3 separate regions of the Mus musculus genome follow, and all the other regions are linked to region 2. The links are chromatin contacts, called in public HiChIP or PLAC-seq maps. All regions are on one chromosome and are shown on one strand. Each heading gives the region's core, a stretch centred on a gene start, on an enhancer-like site or on the middle of the called end of the contact. The rest is flanking DNA. Distances are from core to core; before and after follow the strand shown. Region 1 holds the start of Bcdin3d (BCDIN3 domain containing). Region 2 holds the start of Tuba1a (tubulin, alpha 1A). Region 3 holds the start of Gpd1 (glycerol-3-phosphate dehydrogenase 1 (soluble)).

Region 1 (3,468 bases), core at 394-2,893, 520 kb before region 2:
TTCTCTGCTACATAGGAAGTCCAAGAACAACCAGGACTACTGCACGATCTTGTCAAAAAGTTAAGCCAAAACACATTTGTGGAGGTGGGGGGGGGGGGTGGTGTCCCTAGAGACCTGTTGGAACCCTGTCGGTCCTTGTATAGATGCTTCAGTCTCTTATAAAGTTTAGCAAATTTTTGGCTTAGTAAGCTGGGAGGTCTCCATAAAATGGGCTGGTCAGAACACAGTGCCATGGGTTGATTCTAACAGGCTGGGCTCTCCTTACCTCTAAACCGAACTTACTGCTTAGGCCATGTGGTGGTTTGAATAAAAATGGCCCCCATAGGCTCATATGTCTGAATAGTCACCAGAGGGTGGGACTCTTTGAAAGGATTAGGAGGTGTGGCCTTGTAGGAGGAAGTTTGTCACCTGAGGTGGGTTTTGAGGTTTCAGAAGCCCAGGCTAAGCCTGGACTCTCTTTTTGCCTATGGATCAGGGTCTAGCTCTCAGCTACTGCTTCCCACCATGATGATAATGGACTAAACCTCTGAAACTGTAGCAAGCCTCCAATTATTTTTTTAATGAGTTGCCATGGTTACCTGTCTCTCCACAGCAATAGAACAGAGACTAAGGGAGGCTGACTCCTCAGTCTCTCTCCTCACCAGCTTTCCCCACCCCAGACCACATTTAAAAAGCTTTTAAAGTATTACTATTTCCTAGCGTGTGTACACGTGTGTAGAGTCCAGAGGCGGATGGCAGGCATCTTCTTCGATCATTTCCCACCTTATCTTTTGAGACAGAATCTCTCAGTGGGCCTGGAGCACACACCAACGCAGCTAGGCTGGCTAGCCGGCAAACTTCAGAGATCTGCTAGTCTGGGATTACAGGCATACACCATTACACCCTGCTTTTTATGTGGGTGTTTGGGATCCGAACTCAGGTCCACGAGCTTACCCAGCAAGCATTTCCTGATTGAACCATTTTTACAGAGTTCGGCCCACTTTTGGTCTTAAGTTTATCTCAACACATCTCTTTCAATTTAACTCTGTTCTCCCATTTTCTTTCTTCCCCCAAACAGATACGGCTTAGTCACTTGCATCTTGTACAGTTTTCATTCAACAAGTATTTACTGAACAACCGTGCGCCAGGATTTATGATAAATATAGGAGGTTCACAGCTGAAAAGTATCAATGTAGCAACTCCATCCTCTGGAATGAAGTCTATAGTTACTATGTCTGTCGGTCCCCTTGTGGCACCTTAAGTGTTCTAGAGCTTCCAGCTACGTTTTCTAAACCAGGCTCAAGTTCCTGTGTCAGTGCATTGTTGTGTGACCCCGTCACAGGCCCCACACACACACATACTCCCCAGACAAGGAATCCCCCTTCCTTACAGCTCACTTTGTGTATCTGAAAAGAAAGAAACTTGGACCAACTTCACTTTCAAGACCCCCACAAACTCCTTGCTTTGGTCAGTGGCCCAAGGTTCAACTCAAGTTGGGCAAGTCCGTTAAGTAAGAGGGGACGATCACGGCCTCCAATAGGATACCGAAAGCCCCGACTAGGCACTGGGGTCTTCTCACCTACCTAAACTCACCTTCTTTCAGACCTCTACCCTAGGCGCATGCGCGCTGGCGCTGCGCTCGCCCCCTCCCTCCGCGGGCTCCAGACTTCCGGTTCCGCCCCAACCGAGGGACAGAGCGTGATGGCCGCAGACGGGACATTGTCAAGAGGGGGCGTTGGAGAGGCTGTGGAGGAAGAGCATCCGGGGGCTCTGGAACCCGGGGCCGCCCCGTTCGGAAATTTCCCTCATTATTCCCGCTTCCACCCTCCCGAGCAAAGGCTCCGCCTTCTGCCCCCGGAGCTTCTTCGGCAGCTCTTCCCTCCCGAGGGTCCCGAGAAGAGGCCGATCCTAGGGCTCGACGTGGGGTGTAACTCCGGGGTGAGTGACGCGGCAGGGATCGGAGCGCCGGGAGCCCAGCGATGGTCAGCCTCCGCGTCCTCCGTGGTGCTGGCCTGGGCGTGGCATCAAAACTCAAAGCCCAGAGTGGGCTTTTAAAGTATAGCCTTGACAGACACGTGCACGTCCCAGCCCTCCCTTTGGGGCCCCACGGCCGAGTGAGGAATTTTGAGCAATCCACAACTCATTCCAAAAATTCCCGCCAGACCGCTGGGGAGGAGGACCGTCTGATCTGGACTTCCGGCGTTTGCCTCCTCTCTTGCTTTGCTGGTCTTCTTGGCTGGGGAACGGGGATCCCCTTCCCTTCCCCCCCCCAAAAAATCTGGGAATCCTGATTCCTAAAAGATAAGAGCCAGGGTGACGTAATCACGGCTGAAACTTAAGGCTGTAGATATACAGTGCAAGACAGACCTGGAGCCAGATCCTTATTTACTTGTGCTAACAGAGTACAACGGTGAACAGTAGAGAGGGATCAAGAAAGAAAATAGATCATCCGGCCAGAGGAGGAAGCCTTAACCACCTTTCCCACCGCAGAGTGTTTTCAGACATGTAATGATTAGAGTCAAACCGCAGCAAAAATAAGGAAATAACAGTCTCGCCTATTTGTAGCTAGTTAGTGGATGTCCCAGTGAAGCGGGCAGTTTTATCCAACATTACAAATGGTTAGGACCCTCCGCCATTCGCTCCACATTCCATCACCAGAGTCCAGGGATAGACCTTTTGCCCACGTGTAATTCTAGCTCTCAGAAGACAAGCATTCCCACAAGTCTGAAGCTAGCCTAGGCTACTAAGACCATGTTTCCAAAAACGACAAAAAAGAGACATTGGTGGGTGGTGAAGACCTTTGAGGGTCTCAGTTGAGGAGAGCTTTTGGTTATAGACTACAGTAACCAGCTGGGTGTGTGTCCCTGTAAACGTGTCACCGTGGTATAGGAAACCAGCAGAAAAACAGAAAAGAAAAACATTTTTAAAAAAAAGATTTTAAAATTGTAAACAGTATATACAGAGCCACAGTAGAAAGGACACGGTTGCAATTGACTAAGGCAGTTGTTCTCAAGTTTACTTTTGAACATTTATTTATTTACGCATTTATCCACTCATTTTTGTTTTACACAAGTTCTCTCTGCCCTCAATATGGAGACCATGCCGGCCTCAAAAACAGAGTCCGATAGGAGGGAAGCAAATCAGGGTAGGAGGAAATTTAGTGGCGTGGTGTGGGTCCTTGTGCCTTCAACTGTGACTTTGAACAAAGTTAGTGTGACTGTGCAGTTTGTTAGACACACAGAATCTCAGCCTACCCCACCCCCACCCCCGTCTACTTAGCCAGCATCTGTATTTTAAGATGACCCCGGAGGTAACTTGTGTATTGTTAAGTTAGAAGGGGTTCTAGGAACTCAGCTCCATTCTTCAGAGCGCTGTTCTTTCAGAGGACCTAAGTTCCATTCCCAGCATCCTTGAGGGCAGCTCACAACCACCTGGAACTCTAATTTCAGCAGAGCAGAAGTCCTCTTCTGGCCCCTCTGGGCATCCGTA
Region 2 (3,546 bases), core at 546-3,045:
CGATAAATTTAAACAAGAAAGGCAGAGCTGTGGACCTCAGGCTAGAAGAACTCATGGCCACCATTGTTAGCTCACAACCTGCAGCTGCTGTGTTCCCAAGGCTCTCCCTCCCACACCAGCGCCCTGCGCCTTGGGAGCCCAGCCGGAATGAATGGACTCCACAGGGCTCGCAAACAGAGCTGCGGGCGACCAAGACTCTGCTACTGAAAGGGAAGCCATCTGTCAAAATCCACATTTTTAGCTCGGTGCCCAAACAAATATCTCTTTTCCTCTAAAATTTCATCCTGCAAATTATCAGTGGTCCGCAGCTCGGAGACTCACTATATAGAGATCTTCCTTGCTGACAACGGAGCCTTTCTACATAGCAAGAGAGTGCCACTGTAATCTATTTCCTAGGAGTGAAAGCAAGGCATTTTTGTCCCAAGGGGCAATTGAGCAAGGACCACAGTCTCTGGCTGAGCAGCCTTGGGGAGAGCAGCTACAGTTCCCACAGTCAGAAGCCCAGCTGCGGAAGGGGCTATTTACAGAATTCAGGGAACTACATAAAACTGCAGCAGGGCTGGCACTGCACAGTTGTCTGGGGATGAAAACATCACAAAATGGTTTCCTTTTATATTATAAAACGCTCCTCTTTTTAATTTGGCATCTCAGTTATTTTTTACTTGATATCACCCCTCCCCCTCCAAAAAAAAAAAAAAGACTGGAGAAATACAAGCCCACACAAAGAGCTAGTTTTTAAACTCAATTCTTTCTCCTTACAGTTTCTGAATTCCATATTAGAAAGGATGGCTCATTTCTAGGGACAAAATAACACAGGCTCTGGGGTGAGGTAGGGTGGGGTAGGGGGGCGGGCACGGAGGGGTGATGGGAGAGAATTACAGCTAAAGAAAGAAAGCTCTCTAGTATTAAGTACTACTTTGTATATTATTTCTCTCTTCTCTTCTTTCTTTCTTTCTTTCTTTCTTTCTTTCTTTCTTTCTTTTTCTTTTGGTTTTTGAGACAGGATATCACACTATATATCCAGGGTGGGCACAAATTAGCTGCAATCCCCGGCTTCCCAGTGCTGGGATACACAGGAATAAACCACTAAGGCCAGTTAAGATGACCTTGAGCTGCAAGTCTTCCTGCCTCTGACTCCCAGGTGCTGTTGAGGTCACAGGCGTGGTCTACTCGTACTGACTTTTGCTCAAATAATAATAAAGAATAACAATAATACAATAACTATGAAACTAAACATTCAGCCACGCCTTTTTGACCACCCCCGTATCTTCTGCTACTTTTTAAAGCAAATAGAGATGTTGAATTCTGACAGAACGTAATTAAATTCAGTATATTAAAAATGAAAAGCTGGAATTTTCCAAAAAGATTCTAAACATAAATTCTGTGATTAAGTGTTGGGAAAAACCTTAGATGATTTTTAAATACAGTTTAAGGTTTAAACTACGTATAATCATCCAACCCCAGTTTTCTTTCTTCCCTTTCCACCCCTCCCCAACTCCACCCCATAATGGATGCTCGGCTAGCTGCCTTTGCACGGCCTTTGTCTGAAGGATGCAAAGTCTACGGATGCTAGGGGGAAGGGGTGGGGGAGAGATTACCTCATACCATGTCGCTTGCACCAATCACCACTCTCCTGTCGCGGCTTCTCTGGGCAGACAGAGGGGTCTGGACCAACAGGAAAAGGCCCTGGCCCATCCCCATGGTGACAGAGCTGTATATAAGGAGCCGCATCCGCCCAAGTGCCGCAGGTTCTCTTACATCGACCGCCTAAGAGTCGCGCTGTAAGAAGCAACACCTCCTCCTCGCCTCCGCCATCCACCCGGCAGCCGCGAAGCAGCAACCATGGTGAGCAAGCCTTCCCCGGCTCTCGGTAGATAGAGGGTGGGTGTCAGTCGCCCCAGATCTGCAAGGAAACGTCTAAGGCTTTGGTCACCTCTGCGGGGAAAGGGTGGTCTCCATGCTTTAAGTTTATCTTAGTCTTTGAGTCCCGCCGCCGCAGTGCGGGACACGGAAACGCCCAGACCGGGAAGAACAAAGGCAGCGCCGATGAGCTAGCGCTGGCAGAGCCAGGGACTGCAGGGGACCACGGGGACCGCCGGGGACGGGTGGGGGATCGAGGGTCCGCTGCTGTAGGAGGGCAGGGGCGGCGGCCGAGCCCGAACTCCAGAAACACCGCCCCACTTCGCTAGGAAAATGTTTAGTTTGCGTCGGATCCATGGCAGCCGCTGTCAGGGAGGCGCAGGGGCGGGGTTGTTTGTCTCTTGCTTCCGTGGCGTTTTGGGAGGGGTTGGTTCTCACTAAGCCTCTTCCGAGCGGTTTTTTTTTTTTTAATTATTTTTATTTTTACTTTAAAAAAAATCGTTGTGGAACTGTAGTCATGGGATGTTTCGTCTGCAGGGCTGTCAAAAATACGATTTGCTTAACGGGGACATCTCGCTGAGGGGGGAGGGGAGCTGGATGGTTGGGGAATGACAAAGCCCACTTTGTGAATCCTAGAGTACGCTGATGGTCAGAACCCAGGGAAACGCCCTTCCCCGCCCCCCACCCCCGCAGACAATGAAAGTAGTCCCTCCACAACAGACGTGTATCTCTATAGAATGAAATATTAGTGGTATGTAGAGATTCATAGGATAAAAATATTATTTTCTACTTTTAAATTTAGCTATCTTTTCACTTGTTTTTTTAAAAAATGTTGGCGCTCATTGTTTCTAACTTAGCCTGCTTTAAGAATATTTCCATTCCATACAGTGGAAAACCTTCAAAAAACAATGGATTTTCTGCAAAGAAAAAAATTATACTCTGCACCCAACCATCTTTTGTTCTAATAAATGTGCACTAATTCATTAATTCAGGCTAATGGCCCCAGCCAGGGTTAGGAGGGACCATGAAAGCAGCACAAAGAGATCGCATAGACAGCTGCTGGAAATAGAGCTTTCTCTGTTAAATAATGTAACAGCACAGGCTAGCACCAGGCACAGAGAACGTGGCAATGCAGAAATCAGACTTTGTCTAGCTTGTCGACTAGCCAAAGTACTGATGGGGTCTGTCTGCAGAAGGGTGTGGCTCCTGGCCTCAGCCGCACTGCAGATGTCAGTGTTGAAATAGAAGGTCCTATAGTGTGAGACTCTTTATTATGTAGCCTAGCCAGAGTACTGATGGGGTCCACAGAAGGGTGTGGCTGTTGGCCCCAGCCGCACTGCAGATGTCCATGATGAAATACCAGGTCCTATAGGATGAAAACTTCATCCTTACTTATCGGGTAAAGAAGCAATTAGTATTATTATGGATAATTATTTTGTTTTACAGAATCTATGCTTTAAATATTTTTCAAATATGAAAGCTGTTCTATTCAAGCAAGGCTTTGGAAACAATGGGTTTGCACCATGTCTTAAGCAGTATTAAGGTGACATCTAGGCCACACCCACTTTTGGTGTTTGTAGTGAGTACTCCTCATTGTTCCTGTTATTAGGGATGTGACTCCAAATAAATTTCAACAATATTTCTATTTTTAGAAACACTTTAGAAATCTATTAAGATCTAAAATAG
Region 3 (3,807 bases), core at 775-3,274, 760 kb before region 2:
TTGGGGGGGGGGGTTGGTTTTTTTGTTTTTTTGTTTTTTCGAGACAGTGTTTCTCTGTGTAGCCCTGGGTGTCCTGGAACTCACTCTGTAGACCAGGCTGGCCTTGAACTCAGAAATCAGCCTGCCTCTGCCTCCCAAGTGCTGGGATTGAAGGTGTGTGCCACCACGCCCAGCCCCAACTGCTTTCTTTACTCTCTCCAAAGCCAATCCCTCCCATCTCCATCCGGGTTGTCGGTCTTGTTCTGTATATTCTTTTATGTGCTCTTCTATCTACCCCCACACCCCACAAAAGTTAGCTGCACCTCACCCCCAAACATGCCAAAGCGTCTCTGGTACCTTAATAAGAGATATGCCAATAGTATTGGCCTTCAAGTGGCCCTTGAGCTGGTCACAGATCTTGCCAATGAACTGATGGGGTACCACAAAAACCAGGATGTCAGCGCCTGTTGCAGCCTGGACCACGTCTGGGATGGCCACCTGTGAAGGAGAGCAGAAGCTCTCGTGTGCCTGGTAGACCTCTCCTAGTCCCAAGGGGACCCCCTTGCAGAAGATCTCCAAGCCAGTGTTAGGGGAGGGAGGGTTTTTGAGACTTTAACAGGAACTATCAGAACTTCTGTGTTCCCTGTCCCCAGCTCTCCTGGGGCACTGAAGCTTCCTAGAACACGCCTGCCTCCACGCTGCCACACGTTTAGCCCTTGGCTATGGGTCAGTGAAGACTGCCAAAGGCAGCCTAGGCCTGGCAGGGGGAAGAGGCCAACTAAGATTTCATCACTGCTGCGTCTTAGGGGCCCGAACTTGGCAGTGGGAGCCCCAGTCTCCCTGCGGACTCTCTGTCCCCCCTTTCTAGGTGAGGAGAATGCCATATGGATTTGACCAAAGACCAAAAGTCCAATGATCAGCCTTCAGATCTGCTAATAACCAGTGAATGAGTAACAGGGTTAGAGTTCAGGGCAGGCAGGAGAAGTTGGACCCCGAGTCCGGGAGCCTGAGAACCAGCCTTTGGTTGCCATGGAGACCCCTCTTTTCCACCTAGCACCTCTAAGGGGTGGTACATTCAGATTCCAGAAAGATTCCAAAAGAGTAATATAGGGGCTTAATGGGGGAGGGGTACTCCAGGCCTAGAGCACCCCGCCTGCTGCTCCACCAAGCCAGCGGGCGCCTACAGTGGCCTCCTCCCCTCCTCTGGGAAGGAGGCACCTCGAAGTCACTTTTGCGTGTTGACTGAGTATACCCTTTCCTTGCCTCGCTCTCTCTCTCTTCTCACATCGAGTTGGAGCTCACCACATTGGGGGGCAGCTTGTGCCCTGGCAGGTATTTAACATTCTCGTGCTGAGTGTTGATGATCTCAGTTAGCTTTCTGCCCCCGATGTCTTCCTCAAACACCCACATGGTCACCCGTGGGTCAAAGTGTGCCAGCCGGCCTGCATTGCTACCCACGATCTTGGCAATGGCTGAGCCCCTGGCGGGAGAGGAAACACAGGAAAGTGGACTAGGGTGACAGGGAGGAGGGGGAGGAACTCATAAAGCTTGTTGGATTTTTTTTTACCTCCTGCCTCTCACTCTCACGTCACTCCGCCCCCCTACTCCCACCCTGGTCCCCTATGATGAATGTGTCTCCCACAACTGGCAATAGAAGATTCAATCTATCCAGTCTTTGCTGCTGGGGAGGTGGGCTAGCCTTCCCTACACCGCGCAGGCAGCTTCTCAGGCAGGGAAGGCAACAGCACTCTGCTCACCTTCCTGTGGTGAACAGGTGCAGCGCCCAGGCGGGCACAGCCGGGAGGCTGGGCACAGACTGTCCTGTGTACCGTAAGCACTGGAGACGGCAGCAGGAGTCCAGCTGGCTCCTGAGGGCATTTCCTACCCTCTGCCCGCTTCCTGCTCACCCAGCCTCCCTCCGCGGAGCCCCTCAGCCCTCGGAGAGCCCTTCCCTCCCCCCCTGCCCTTCACAGAACCACTCACCAGTTGCCAGAGCCGACAATGCAGACTTTCTTGCCAGCCATGGTGCTGCTTGCTGCTTCTCTGCCCCGGCGGGTGTGGGCTCCGAGTATTTAACTCCACCACACGTGGGTGCAGCCAAGCTCCGCCCCTGAGGTGGCCCAGAGGCTGGCACCCAGGGACTAGGAGTCTGGCCTGCAGAAAGGGTAGTAAAGGGGACAGACAGGTGGAGAACAGGACTGAGGCTGAGGCCAGGCCAGCTTTTCCTCTCGAGTTCCCAGCTGACAGTGCTGGCCAGCTTCTTCCCTCGTTTGGCCTCGGCTTAGTTCTCCACCTACGTATTGGTATTGAGTCTGGTCAAGAAACAGTAACACCCCCCCCCCCCCAGCTATCACACCCCCCCCCAGCTATCACACCCCCCCCCCCCAGCTATGCCTTCAGTCTCCAGCACTGAAATAAACTGCAACTGACAGGGCTCGGCATGGTGGTGCATGTCTTTAACCCCAGCGCTTGGGAAGCAGAGGCAAGAGGGTCTCGATGAGTTCGAGGCTAGTCTGTTTCAGAGAGAGAGAGAAAAAAGCACTAGCGTCAGCAACAGCGATGTTTTCAAAGGCAAACGCCTCATCGCTCTCGCTAGCTAGCATGTGCCTCCCCCAGATCCTCAGCTGTTCCACTCCCATGATGTCCCATGATGGTAGCTCCACCACGGGCTCTGGGTGAGAGGATCAAGGGATGTGAGCACCTTCTAGGGAATAATACTACAATACCACATACACAGTAAGGGGCTGCTTTGGTGTATACCCCCACCCCGACCAAGGATTAAAATATCTCGGGAGAAAATGGACATAGTGGTGCACACCTTTAATCCTGGCGTTCAGGAGGCAGAGGTAGGTGAATCTCTGTGTGTTTGAGGCCAGCCTGGTCTACAGAGTGAGTTCCCAGATAGTGGGGGGGGGGGGGTTACATAAAGAAACCCTGTCTTGGAAAACTAAAAATAACAAGGTCATCTTGGTTACTTGCAGGTCAGGGACCCACAGGTTGCCCCTTCACCTCAGATAATCTCCGTTTGAAGGTCTCTAAAGGGAAGGAAGGTCAAAGGCCACTGGTGACACGTGGCCCACCCACACTCCTTCCAGGCTTCAGGAAGGGCAGAAGGTGGTGGCCAGCACATGCTCCTGGATAAGCCTGATCTCCCTTCAATTTCTTCTCTCAGGCTCTGCTTATCCCACAGGGACCCTTAAATTAAACAGCTGGTTACAGTCTCTAGACAGGGCCAGAGAAGCCAGTTACAGCAGCAGCCTCTAAAACTCAAGGGTAGCCATGTCTCCGCAGCTCTGTGGTCTCTGATGCCGGTGTGGGTGTGTAGCTTTGGGGGAGGGGGAGAAAGGCAGGCCCATATCCAGCAGTTTGGGCTCCATGGCACCCACAGACATCTGTTTGACTAAGAGGAGGAACTCGGGTTTCCAAGTCACTCTGGAAAGCGCAGCGCAGGCTTCTCGCCCTCCAGTGCTGCACCTTGACCCACAGGGCAGGCGCCACTGTATGCTCATGTGCAGACCTCCTGGCTTGGCACACCACTAATGGAGTGTTGCCACCCACCCCCCCAGGCTGCCCCTGGCCAGGGACAGTAATCAGCACTAGGTTAGAGGGGAGTGTCACCAATGCCACCAGCGGCGAGGAGAAGTGGGTAGGAGGTCAGGATTGGAAGCATGTCTTTTTCTCAGCTCGGGGATTACACAGAGGCAGCCTATCATGGTCTCGCGGCCAGGCAGTCTCTAATGATGGGGAGAATCACTGAAATCAATCAATAGCTAGTTGTTTTTCTTCTATCAGATTCTGCCTGATGCAGAGCTAGCCTCCCACAGACCT

What was found. HiChIP or PLAC-seq counts read pairs in DNA pulled down with a chosen protein or histone mark.
Region 1: a FOXA1 HiChIP or PLAC-seq map of pancreatic cancer cells shows a contact between it and region 2. The contact joins the promoter of Bcdin3d here to the promoter of Tuba1a in region 2. A contact is called at or near these places in 2 of 115 datasets of contacts at active chromatin or transcription factors (bone marrow-derived macrophages and pancreatic cancer cells).
Region 3: a contact with region 2 is called in a FOXA1 HiChIP or PLAC-seq map of pancreatic cancer cells. The contact joins the promoter of Gpd1 here to the promoter of Tuba1a in region 2. A contact is called at or near these places in 1 of 39 promoter capture datasets (liver), 1 of 115 datasets of contacts at active chromatin or transcription factors (pancreatic cancer cells) and 1 of 9 other capture datasets (pancreatic islet).

Annotation. Positions count from the first base shown.
Region 1 is chr15:99,472,905-99,476,372 of GRCm38.p6, reverse strand. It overlaps Bcdin3d (BCDIN3 domain containing), which reads left to right and starts at 1,643. Exons shown (of 2, transcript NM_029236.2): 1 at 1,643-1,917. The coding sequence starts at 1,681.
Region 2 is chr15:98,951,750-98,955,295 of GRCm38.p6, reverse strand. It overlaps Tuba1a (tubulin, alpha 1A), which reads left to right and starts at 1,795. Exons shown (of 4, transcript NM_011653.2): 1 at 1,795-1,845. The coding sequence starts at 1,843.
Region 3 is chr15:99,715,804-99,719,610 of GRCm38.p6, reverse strand. Gpd1 (glycerol-3-phosphate dehydrogenase 1 (soluble)) reads right to left here and starts at 2,024. Exons shown (of 8, transcript NM_010271.3): 1 at 1,963-2,024; 2 at 1,282-1,459; 3 at 337-477. The coding sequence starts at 2,003. Gm16537 (predicted gene 16537) reads left to right here. Exons shown (of 3, transcript NR_155353.1): 3 at 3,772-3,807.